Regions from separate parts of the Mus musculus genome. Here all the other regions are linked to region 3. A link is a contact called in public HiChIP or PLAC-seq data. All regions are on one chromosome and are shown on one strand. The core of a region is the stretch at or near the end of the contact, and the rest is flanking DNA. Distances in the headings are between cores, read along the strand shown.

The links. HiChIP or PLAC-seq counts read pairs in DNA pulled down with a chosen protein or histone mark.
Region 1: an H3K4me3 HiChIP or PLAC-seq map of bone marrow-derived macrophages shows a contact between it and region 3, with 3 times the contacts expected there. The contact joins two enhancer-like sites. A contact is called at or near these places in 1 of 15 datasets of contacts at CTCF or cohesin (large pre-B cells), 1 of 484 Hi-C or Micro-C datasets (the HPC-7 cell line), 1 of 115 datasets of contacts at active chromatin or transcription factors (bone marrow-derived macrophages) and 3 of 9 other capture datasets (embryonic stem cells, embryonic tail and embryonic trunk).
Region 2: an H3K4me3 HiChIP or PLAC-seq map of bone marrow-derived macrophages shows a contact between it and region 3, with 5 times the contacts expected there. The contact joins two enhancer-like sites. A contact is called at or near these places in 1 of 15 datasets of contacts at CTCF or cohesin (large pre-B cells), 2 of 484 Hi-C or Micro-C datasets (bone marrow-derived macrophages and cerebral cortex), 5 of 115 datasets of contacts at active chromatin or transcription factors (bone marrow-derived macrophages, embryonic basal ganglia and embryonic stem cells) and 2 of 9 other capture datasets (embryonic stem cells and embryonic trunk).

Annotation. Positions count from the first base shown.
Region 1 is chr1:92,249,772-92,252,593 of GRCm38.p6, reverse strand. No RefSeq gene overlaps it. Among named protein-coding and RNA genes, the nearest start is that of Hdac4, 71 kb to the right of the region's middle. Within about 2 kb of position 1,528, at least 19 of the 459 cell types and tissues checked have an H3K27ac peak or open chromatin away from gene starts, as enhancers often do. A contact at or near this core is called in bone marrow-derived macrophages, where this site is marked.
Region 2 is chr1:92,391,832-92,395,101 of GRCm38.p6, reverse strand. It overlaps Gm35992 (a long non-coding RNA gene), which reads right to left. Exons shown (of 3, transcript XR_387273.1): 3 at 1,482-1,685. Among named protein-coding and RNA genes, the nearest start is that of Gm35992, 14 kb to the right of the region's middle. Within about 2 kb of position 1,616, at least 15 of the 459 cell types and tissues checked have an H3K27ac peak or open chromatin away from gene starts, as enhancers often do. A contact at or near this core is called in bone marrow-derived macrophages, where this site is marked.
Region 3 is chr1:91,953,319-91,956,573 of GRCm38.p6, reverse strand. Hdac4 (histone deacetylase 4) reads left to right here. Exons shown (of 27, transcript NM_207225.2): 21 at 413-532; 22 at 1,187-1,284. Among named protein-coding and RNA genes, the nearest start is that of Gm46242, 75 kb to the right of the region's middle. Within about 2 kb of position 1,458, at least 46 of the 459 cell types and tissues checked have an H3K27ac peak or open chromatin away from gene starts, as enhancers often do. A contact at or near this core is called in bone marrow-derived macrophages, where this site is marked.

The sequences.
Region 1 (2,822 bases), core at 279-2,778, 300 kb before region 3:
AACAGTTCTCAGAGGCCTGATAGTGTGAGCTCCAGAAATCGCATTAGGTTCTTCAGCATGGGTGCGTTCTGCAGTGTAAGTACATTCCTGTGACTGTGATCCACTGTGTGGGTGCGTTCTGGGACATGAGTGCATTCCCATGGGTGCCCTCTGCAGCATGGGAACACCCTGCGTGAAGTATGAGTGCTTAGGCATAGAGATGTCTCTGTTGATGCCTTGGCACCCAGACCACCACCCCAGGGTCTGAGAGGCCTCACAGCCTCTAATTGCTCCTTTATGGTTTCCTGCAGTCACAATGGCCTCCTCTGACCCACAGACTCCCCATTGTCTCCTGTTCTTCTCCTTGGAGACTTAAGAACCTAGCGGAGACCAGGAAAGAGGCCCAGCCCCATGAGTGACTCGTGTCTGTCAGCTCATCCCTTGCACAGAGATTAATGGTAGGGAACTGCTGCAGTGTGGACAGCCAGTCCATGAGTCAGCCAAGTGCATTCCTCTCCATCCCTCCCCTCCCTCTGAGTCTTGCCTCTAGGAACAAACTCCTTGTGTGCACGGGGAGACCACCAGGTACACGCTGGCCCCCTGCCTCTCCTGACCAGATAGTACCAGCCCTTGTGTGTGTGTGTGTGTGTGTGTGTGTGCGCACGAGTGTGCTTGTGTCTGTGCCTGTGTACATGTGTAATTCTGAACAGGGTGAGGTATATTCACCACACCTAACCATGAAGCAGAAATACCTGGCAAAGGAGAAGAAATGGGCGATAAAACACCTCCAGACACAGCCGACCTCTCAGATAAAAATGTATAGCACACAGGCAACCACCTGCCAGCCTTGAGGGAGGCCAGCTCCTGCCTCAGGTTCCTGGAAGGAAGCTATGTCCTCCAGGGCTCACTGGGACCAGGAATCCCAACGGTAGTTGTGACCATCCATTCTCATACCATGGGATGCACATCACACTGGACCAGAGTGATTTCTCAAAGCTGAACAGGGTTAAGCAGGTGGGTTGATCTGTCTAGGGGAGGCATGGGGTGACAGGATGGGTCATGAATCTTGTCAGGAAAAACTAATATAGCATAGGTGTTACTTGACACTCTCTGATGAGAGGTCTGGTGGGAATCCTTAGGCTCGCTCCCAATGGGAAATGACAGGGCAGTGTGGCACCACAGTCCTGCTCAAGCTGGCCTATCCAGAGGTTTGAGGGCATCCAGGGAGAAAGGAGAAGCTCAACCTCAGTACCACACAGCAGCTATTAGCCGTAAACTGTGAGATGGGCTCCCTTCCCAGCCCCACAAGCCTCTGCGCATTCCTCCCACACCTTGGAAGCACAGTTTGGGGGGAGGGGCTCCTGTGGGAGGAGCAAGGGCTGTGTGGCTGTGTGGGGAGGGCCTCAGTGGCTAAGGAAGCATTGTTTCTGAGCATGTGTGTCTGGGATGGGTGTTGGAGGAGATGGATGAGTAAGAATGGATGGGGAAGACCTGCCCTGTGGTAACATGAGCACGCATGCACACACACACACACACACACACACACACACACTCCACCCATAGAATTCTCCCTCACTTTCTCTTCCTCTTTCTCCACCACCCCATGTCCTCTCCTCTCTCCTCCCTCTGTCTCGCCTCTCTTTTCCTCCTCCCTCCTTGGACACCAGAATTCTAAGTACTTGGCTTTCAAATGCTAGGACATGGACCAGCTCGGCCACGGGCCGAGGGGTCTGGAGTAGCCTGCTGGTTCCCTGCAACGTAGACCACAGGTGCTTGGAAACTACTCTAGCAGGAGAATGATGGAACTGCTATTGCTGCCTTCCTTGCTGAGCCAGACATAGCCAGGGACACGCGGCAGGCATCCCAGTACCCAGCAGCCACAGCCTGCCAACCAACTGTCCCCAGCCTTCACCCAGTTCCAGGAGCAGGCCATCCCACCTGGGCAACAGTGAGACTCAGTTCTGAGGCTGGGACTCAGAATGAGGGCTATACTGCTGCTATGCCTCCTTCTCAGATCCTGCCTTCCGGGTAGACACCTGCTCTTGACCCTTCCCCTCCTGATGCTTTCCACTGGTGTAGCAGTAAGCTGCGTGAATGCTGAGCCTGGTCACCTCCACCCCTTTCCTCTAACACTGCCAATGCACAGTGAATAAGCCAGGGTGCCCTGAGAGAGGCCAGCCCCTGCCTCAGGACCCTGGAGGAAAGCCTCTGGCAATCCATCAGTCCACGCTCCCGTTTTACCATTGGGGGTGGGGGTCCAGCTGTGAGCCAGGCAGATGGTCTATGCCCACAATGGCTAGAATTCTGGAAGAGAGACAAAGTCTTTCTCATACAGGAGAAGGACCACTACACTAGCAGCTTGGCCTGTTCTTTTTGATGCTGGTCTTGGCCCCTCCTGCACCTCAGCTTAAATCAGTCCTTCTCAATGCAAACCTTTGAGTTGGCCTTAATGGGGGTCAGATCCCAGAGGAAGTGGCCAGTACAACTACTCTAGGTATATTCTGGCAGAGGCTGGTCTCCCAGGTGTCTAAGTATGGGTGTATACTAATAAAAGCCTGTCTTTTGTCAGAAAGAGAAAAGGCAAGATGGTAGCTATGTTGCCTCTCAGTGGCTGTTCTGGCAGCCAGATCCCTCGGTGTCTCAACCAGTGGACTTCTTGAGCTCCCTGTGGGACAAACCCATGGCCAGGAAAGTCCCAGGATGAATGGAGAAGAATAAGATGCTAACATCCAGGGTCCCAGATGGAGAGAAGCCACTTCAAGCGCTTGAGGACAAGGGAAGGTAGACACCAGGAGAATCCTTTGGGCTTGGGGAATGGGAAAGACGCCCTACAAGTATGGGTG
Region 2 (3,270 bases), core at 367-2,866, 440 kb before region 3:
CCTCACGCTCCATCTCTTTTCAGGGTTCCCTGAGTTCTACTGAGAGCACGAAGCAGGAGCAGATGCTTCCGAAAATCGCCTTCATCCTGTCGTGAGCAGTGAGCATACCATCCACGTACGTACACAGAAACAGACAGACAGACACACAAAGTGAGCCGCCCTCTGCATGGTCTCGGTGGTTGCACTTGAGAATCGTGTCCTCAGGCGGGGCTGGCAGATTCTGCTCCTCTTGGCTATCCTGGCTACAGAGAACTCCATTTCTTGTGAAGGGCCTCCGTGGTTTATCTACAGAAGGTAAAGGGCCTCTAGCCTGAAGCGGGACAGACAACCCCATCCTTCAGCCATCCCATCAGGAGGAATGAGATCACTTCTCATTCACCAAGGCTTGCCATTCTTCTCCTGTCAGGATCGTGACCAAGGCTTGAGAGGTCACACCTGAACTGAACATGAGTGGAGTCCCTGGTTCTCTCTCACAGCTTGCTTCTTCTCAGAGCCACTGGCTCTCCCTATAATAACTTTAGTAGGGGTAAAGGAAGTGAACTGGCTGTCCAGGGTACTCACACAGGGACAGCCTCCGCCCCAGCCTTCCAGCCCCCTGGTCTTGGCTGACCTCATGGAGGAAGCAGATGCACACGTCAGTCAGCTCCATTTCCTGAATGAGGAACTGGCCCTGCAAGAATTCAGTGCTGCGTTGCACTGGCAGTGAAGAGTTAACCAGGAGACTTGAGGAGCAGTGCACACTGTGCTCTCCAGCCAGTTGGGAGGCTCAGACTTGGGCTTCTATCTAGGAGCAACTTCCCAATGAAAACTCAAGCTGTAGACAAAGCTAGGCAAAGGTGCCCCATGCCTGGTCATCTGTCAGCTCCAGCTGGGCTGGGAAGCAGCTCGGTCATCCAGAACAGGTCAAAATTCTGACTCTGTAGTGGTTTGAATATGGTTGGCCCAGGGAGTGGCACTATTAGGAGGTGTGGCCTTGTTGGAGTAGGTATGGCCTTGTTGGAGGAAGTATGTCACCGTGAGGGAGGGCAATGAGACCCTCCTCCTAACCACATGGGAGCCAATCTTCCACTAGCAGGCTTCAGATGAAGGTGAACGCTCAGCTCTGCCTGCACCATGCCTGTCTAAATGCTGCTATGCTCCTGCCTTGATGATAATGGACTGAACCTCTGAACCTGTAAGCCAGCCCCAGTTAAATGAGTTGCCTTGGTCATGGTGTCTGTTCACAGCAATGAAACCCAAATTAAGACACTGCTCCATCATTCAAAGCTTATGGCCTCTTGCTTGGCTTCAGAAGTGATGGCACAACACCAAAGCTGAGGGTCTTTCTTTAGTAGAAAATTAGAGACTGGATCCTCTAAGACAATACCAGTTATATCTGTACTCACCACAGAGATTTGGGGCAGAAGTTGATAAAGTCAATTGTCTACTTAGAAACTTAAAGAATGAAGAGAAAGAAGCGAGGCAGACCTTGTTCTCGGCATATTTGAAACACTTTATTACATATAATTTCAAGCATGCAGAATGCTATCACAGACCCTCAGGCATCCTGGTCCTGGTGTAGAGCTTGACACAGGGCCAGTCTTCTCCTTTCTGCATTTCTCCTTCTCATGAGTCTTCCTTCCTCTGTATCCCTCAGAAACAACCAAGTCATGTGACATCTACTGCAAATGCCTCCATGTGTATGTCTAAAAATAAAGACTTGTATTTTTAGACATGATAATGGGTTTTCAGACAGTCACAAATCCTAACATCGTCAGCCACAGGTTGGTTCTGTTCCTCGGTGTCTCCCGAGTGCTGATTCACTCCGAATCTGAGGGTGCTGAGTGTGACGGGTGACACTCTAAGTCTCCTTCAATCTGCCGGTTTCCCTGTTTGCATTTTTTTTTCCTTTGCAACCAGTTTGGGAGAGAGAGAGAGAGAAAACCCAATATTCTCTTTATGTTTTCATCATTGTGTTTTGAGTTAAGAAGAGAGAAAGTAAAGAAGTCTCAGTCAGACTCACTCCTGATGCTTGATGAATGTGGCTCAGCACGCAGGCGTGCGTGTGTGTGTGTGTGTGTGTGTGTGTGTGTGTGTGTGTGTGTTACCATTTTAGTCTCCCAGATGTCAATCTTGGTGGTAAACACCTTTGTACCCACTGATTCATCTCACCAGCCCGTGGCTGGCACTGGCATCGTGGCTCCATGGGCAGGACAGGGTTACTCATCTAAAGTTACCCTTCAAGGGTCACAGGGCACATGTCTGTCCCCTCGAACTCTGGGAGTGGCACAGTAACAGGCTAACTGCTTCTTTAATCCAGCTCTCCTGTCTTACGAAGAAGAGCTGTCAGGAGATGCTTGCGTTAGTTATCATTGCTGGGAAGAAAGGAGGGGGGTGCAGTCCATGTTTGTCTCTCAGCTGTGCATTTGCCAGCAATGGGCAGTCAAGAGGAAGAGTCTTCCCCTGGGAGTTAACTGCTGCCATAAATGTCCCTGACAGCCATTGCTGAAGCCTTTGATAAACACACTTAAAATTGCTGAAGGGCACCGACTATCAAAGTGAAACCAAGGGATCAAGATTCTGGACCGAGCTGCTGAAGAAACAGCTCAGCAGTCAAGAGCACTTCCTGCTTGTCTCAAGAACCTGGGTTCAGTTCCCAGCACCTACATGGAGACTCGCAACTGCTCATGACTACAGATCCTGGGGATCTAATGCCTCTGACCTCTGAGGTACCAGAAAATACATGGATAACAGGCATAGAGTAAAAAGGTTTTGTGGCAGATCGTTTTTAAAAAGCACAACAGGGGCTGACAAGATAGCTTAGAAGGTAAGGTGCATGCTCCAAGTCTGATGATCTACATCCAATTCATGGGACCTGCATGGTGGAAGGAGAGAACCAACTACCCACAGTTGTCCTCTGACCTCAAGTGTACCATGGCATGCATACAACCACTCATCAACACCTCTGTACCCCCCCCCCCACACACACACAGAGTAAATAAATACAAAAGAGTAAGTTCAACATATATGCAATCAGAGCCCTGGGGAGGAGATAGGGCAGGGAGATTAATCGAACAAAGCAGTATGAATGCTTACCAGCCCAGAACTTGCCAAATACCAAATTCTCTGTCTCAGTTCGCTTTCTTCTGTTGTGATAAACACCACGACCTAAAGCAACTGGGGGGAGGGGGAGGGGGAGGGTTTCTTTCATCTTACACCTTACTGTCCATCACGAAGGGGAGCCAAGCGGAACCTGGAGGCAGGAATTGAAGCGGAGGCCATAGAGGAACG
Region 3 (3,255 bases), core at 209-2,708:
TCTGATATGCAGGAACTCTGATATGCAGCCCCAAAGGGGTTGCGACACACAGCTTGAGAACAGCTGCCCTTTGTGACGTGCCTGTAAGTAGCCAACCCACAATTAGTGATTATCCTTAGGAAATGGCTCACTTACCACAAATAAGGCAGGCATGTGAGATTACTCAGATGGCTTTGTTGACATAGCAGCCTCAGCTCAGCTAGAAGCCTAACCCCATCTATCCCTTTCACTGAAGTCAGGACTACACTATGTGCTCAGAGTTACTCAGACTCTTGCCTCAGCATTTCTGTAATGCTGCATGTACCCACAATACCTGACCATGAGGTGTACCAGAGATTCCAGGCTATTCACCTAGTAGGAGGGTCGAACTCAAGGCCTGATCCTCCCTGAGCCAGTTCTCTTGTTCTCTTAGGATGTACATCATGGGAATGGGACCCAGCAGGCCTTCTACAATGACCCCAATGTTCTCTACATGTCCCTGCACCGCTATGACGATGGGAACTTCTTCCCAGGAAGTGGAGCACCAGATGAGGTATGTGGAGTGTATGAAACTTTGTGAGTATCTGGAGGAGAACAAGCTATCTTGGAGCCAGATACCACAGCTACCAAGAGAACCAGGCAGGTGCAGGCCCTGCATCTGCCACAGAAGTAGTATTTCACACTTGTTACAGCTCAGGTTGCCCTGCCAGAAATGCTAGCCTGGATTATCCTGTGCATGATTTAGGCCAGAATTTTTTCTAGTTTAGTGGGAATCTGCACACCAAATCTGGTTACATTCAGAGTGAGCAAAGCACACACTAAGGGAGGTTGCTGAGCTGCTCCCCAGGACTCCTGCTTCTCTACCTTGTGATGATACTCCCAGCCACTGTGGTTAGGGGGCATCTTTAAGCAGCATGCCCAGGGACACAGAGCTTGCCCCTGAAGATGGTCCCACAGTAGAGTCACTTTTGTCTTTCAGTGATTCCTCCTAGTTCAGGGCCTGTAGATAACTGCAGCCCTGTGAAAACTGTACCGCTGACGACAGTGCCTGGCACTGGTAGCCAGCTTCACTGGTGAGCTCACACACATATGCACGGGACATGTAGCTATCCCTGTGGGCACGCCAGTCCAATCCACCCTAGTTCAAGTGTTGGTTGTGCCAGGTATTCTCTTGAGTTGGTGACAGTTTCTCTCCTTGTGGCCGCAGGTGGGCACAGGGCCAGGCGTGGGTTTCAATGTCAACATGGCTTTCACGGGTGGCCTCGAACCCCCCATGGGAGACGCTGAGTACTTGGCAGCCTTCAGGTGAGTACCCCACTGTCCAACCACAGAGGCTGGTTCTTCTGAGTCCAGGGCAGCCAAGTCATCTGGAGACTCTGGAGTTAATTGTTGTACTGCCTCACTTCTCTTAGGAGTTCCCTTTTCTGAGAGCCTGTTGAGTCCCAGTGGTAAGATGGGGAGGTGATAGAAGGGGAAGTTTTCTGCTGTGCTAGAAAGTATTCATGAGTCACTGAAAACTGAGGATGTAAAGATCTCATTCCCTGCTCATTATTCCACAAACCCTTTGTAAAAGGAAAGTGGAACTGAATGAAGGAGAGCGATAGCTCACACTACATCGTCTGTGCTGATCTGGTCCCTCACACTGGCTGCTTTTTACAAAGTACTGACTTCCATCCTCCACAGTTCTTTTTATTACCATCAGGCCAGACTGCAGCCAACAGTGGATGGCTGGGCCCCGCTTTCTTCCTGTGTTACTGTGGCAGCTTTCCCCAGCCATTGTGCACTGTGGAGGCTCCAGACGAGTTAGCCATAGCCCAGGAGTAGTTCCTGGGCCTGCATGGCCCGTGGGGGGCCTTGGGTCTCAAAATGCACTTTTTTTTTGTATTATGGATAAGAACATCAACGGACCTCCAAGGGTCTTCTCTGCCTCTTCTGTAATTCTGGGGTCATGTCTTGACCTCTATACATATGAAGTACATATGTACAGGCAGGTGCCTTGTGTGTGTGTGTAGATATATGTACATGTGTCTATGTGATTCTGAGTGGTACTATGTATATGTCTTTATCTCTCTCTCTCCCTCCCTCTCCCCCCCCCCCCGCCCCGTGTGTCTGTGTGTCTGTGTGTGTCCCTGTATATGCCTATTGCTGTGTGTTTATATGCTTATTCCGTAAGACATAGATCTCTGGAGGTTTGAGCAAGTGTGTGTGCATGTATGCAAGTGTATATGCCCCTAGTCAGTGAGATGTGTCCGTAAAGTTTATATAGACCTGCCATGTGCTCTTTAGCTGTGGAGCCAGTCTCAGGGCACTTCCCAGCATCTGCTTGCTCATTTTGAAGTAGGTTTTCAGTCCCACTTCTCATTGGACAGGTGGTTGGGATCCAGTATGGTAGAGTCCTGGCCGAGTGGGTGAGAGTTGACTGGCTCATCAGTAGTTCCTAGAAGTGACATATCTCATTTGACACGATTACAAAGGTCTGCTGTTCAGCTGTTGGCTAGGTGCAGGCAGGGATCGCTCAGGCCTTAGAAGCTTCATGCTGCCTATGACCTGCTCCTCTCCTCTTATACCTTTGGTTGAACCACATTGATCTGTGCTCACCTCACTTACAACCCTCCCCTAAACACTAGAAAGTCCATGGAAGCTGAGCCTGAGAGCCAGGACTGTCATGCACTCGCCCAATAGCACTGAAGCCTGGCTCTCTCCTCAGCACTGGAGATATGATTTATCCGTGGTAAGAGAGAAAGTCATTGCCCAGTAAGCGGCCTTTATTTCTGAGTGGATGCTGTTTGCAGGTCAGGGCCTGTGAAGGCCTCATGGTGGCTATGGTACAGAAAGAAGATAATACTCTTGATGACAATAAATGGATACCCTCCACTCATCAGTCCTTACAGCTGAGTGACTGGGCCGGCCCTCATCCCCCAGGCCTTGTGCTTCACAGGGGGAATTTCTTGAGTGTGCCTGCAGTTCTGTGGTCCTGGGCCCCAAGTCTGATCCCTGGTGTCCCTGGCCAGGTATGTGCAGTGTCTGAACTTCCTGGCCGGCCTTTGAGGTGAGCCTTCCTTCCTCACCCTGACATCTGTTCTAGTGTTTGGAAAGTGTATGAATGATAACCCCTTATTGAGAGCGCCTTCTAAAGCTTCAATCGCTTCTTTGAAAAGGGAAATTGTTTCAGGTTGTCTTTTTTTTTTTTTTTATTGATTTTAATGTAAAGTAGCACTTTGAAGTTCACAATTTATAGTTCCCTGGGCATCAGGTGGGGAAGGGGGTCAGAGGCTC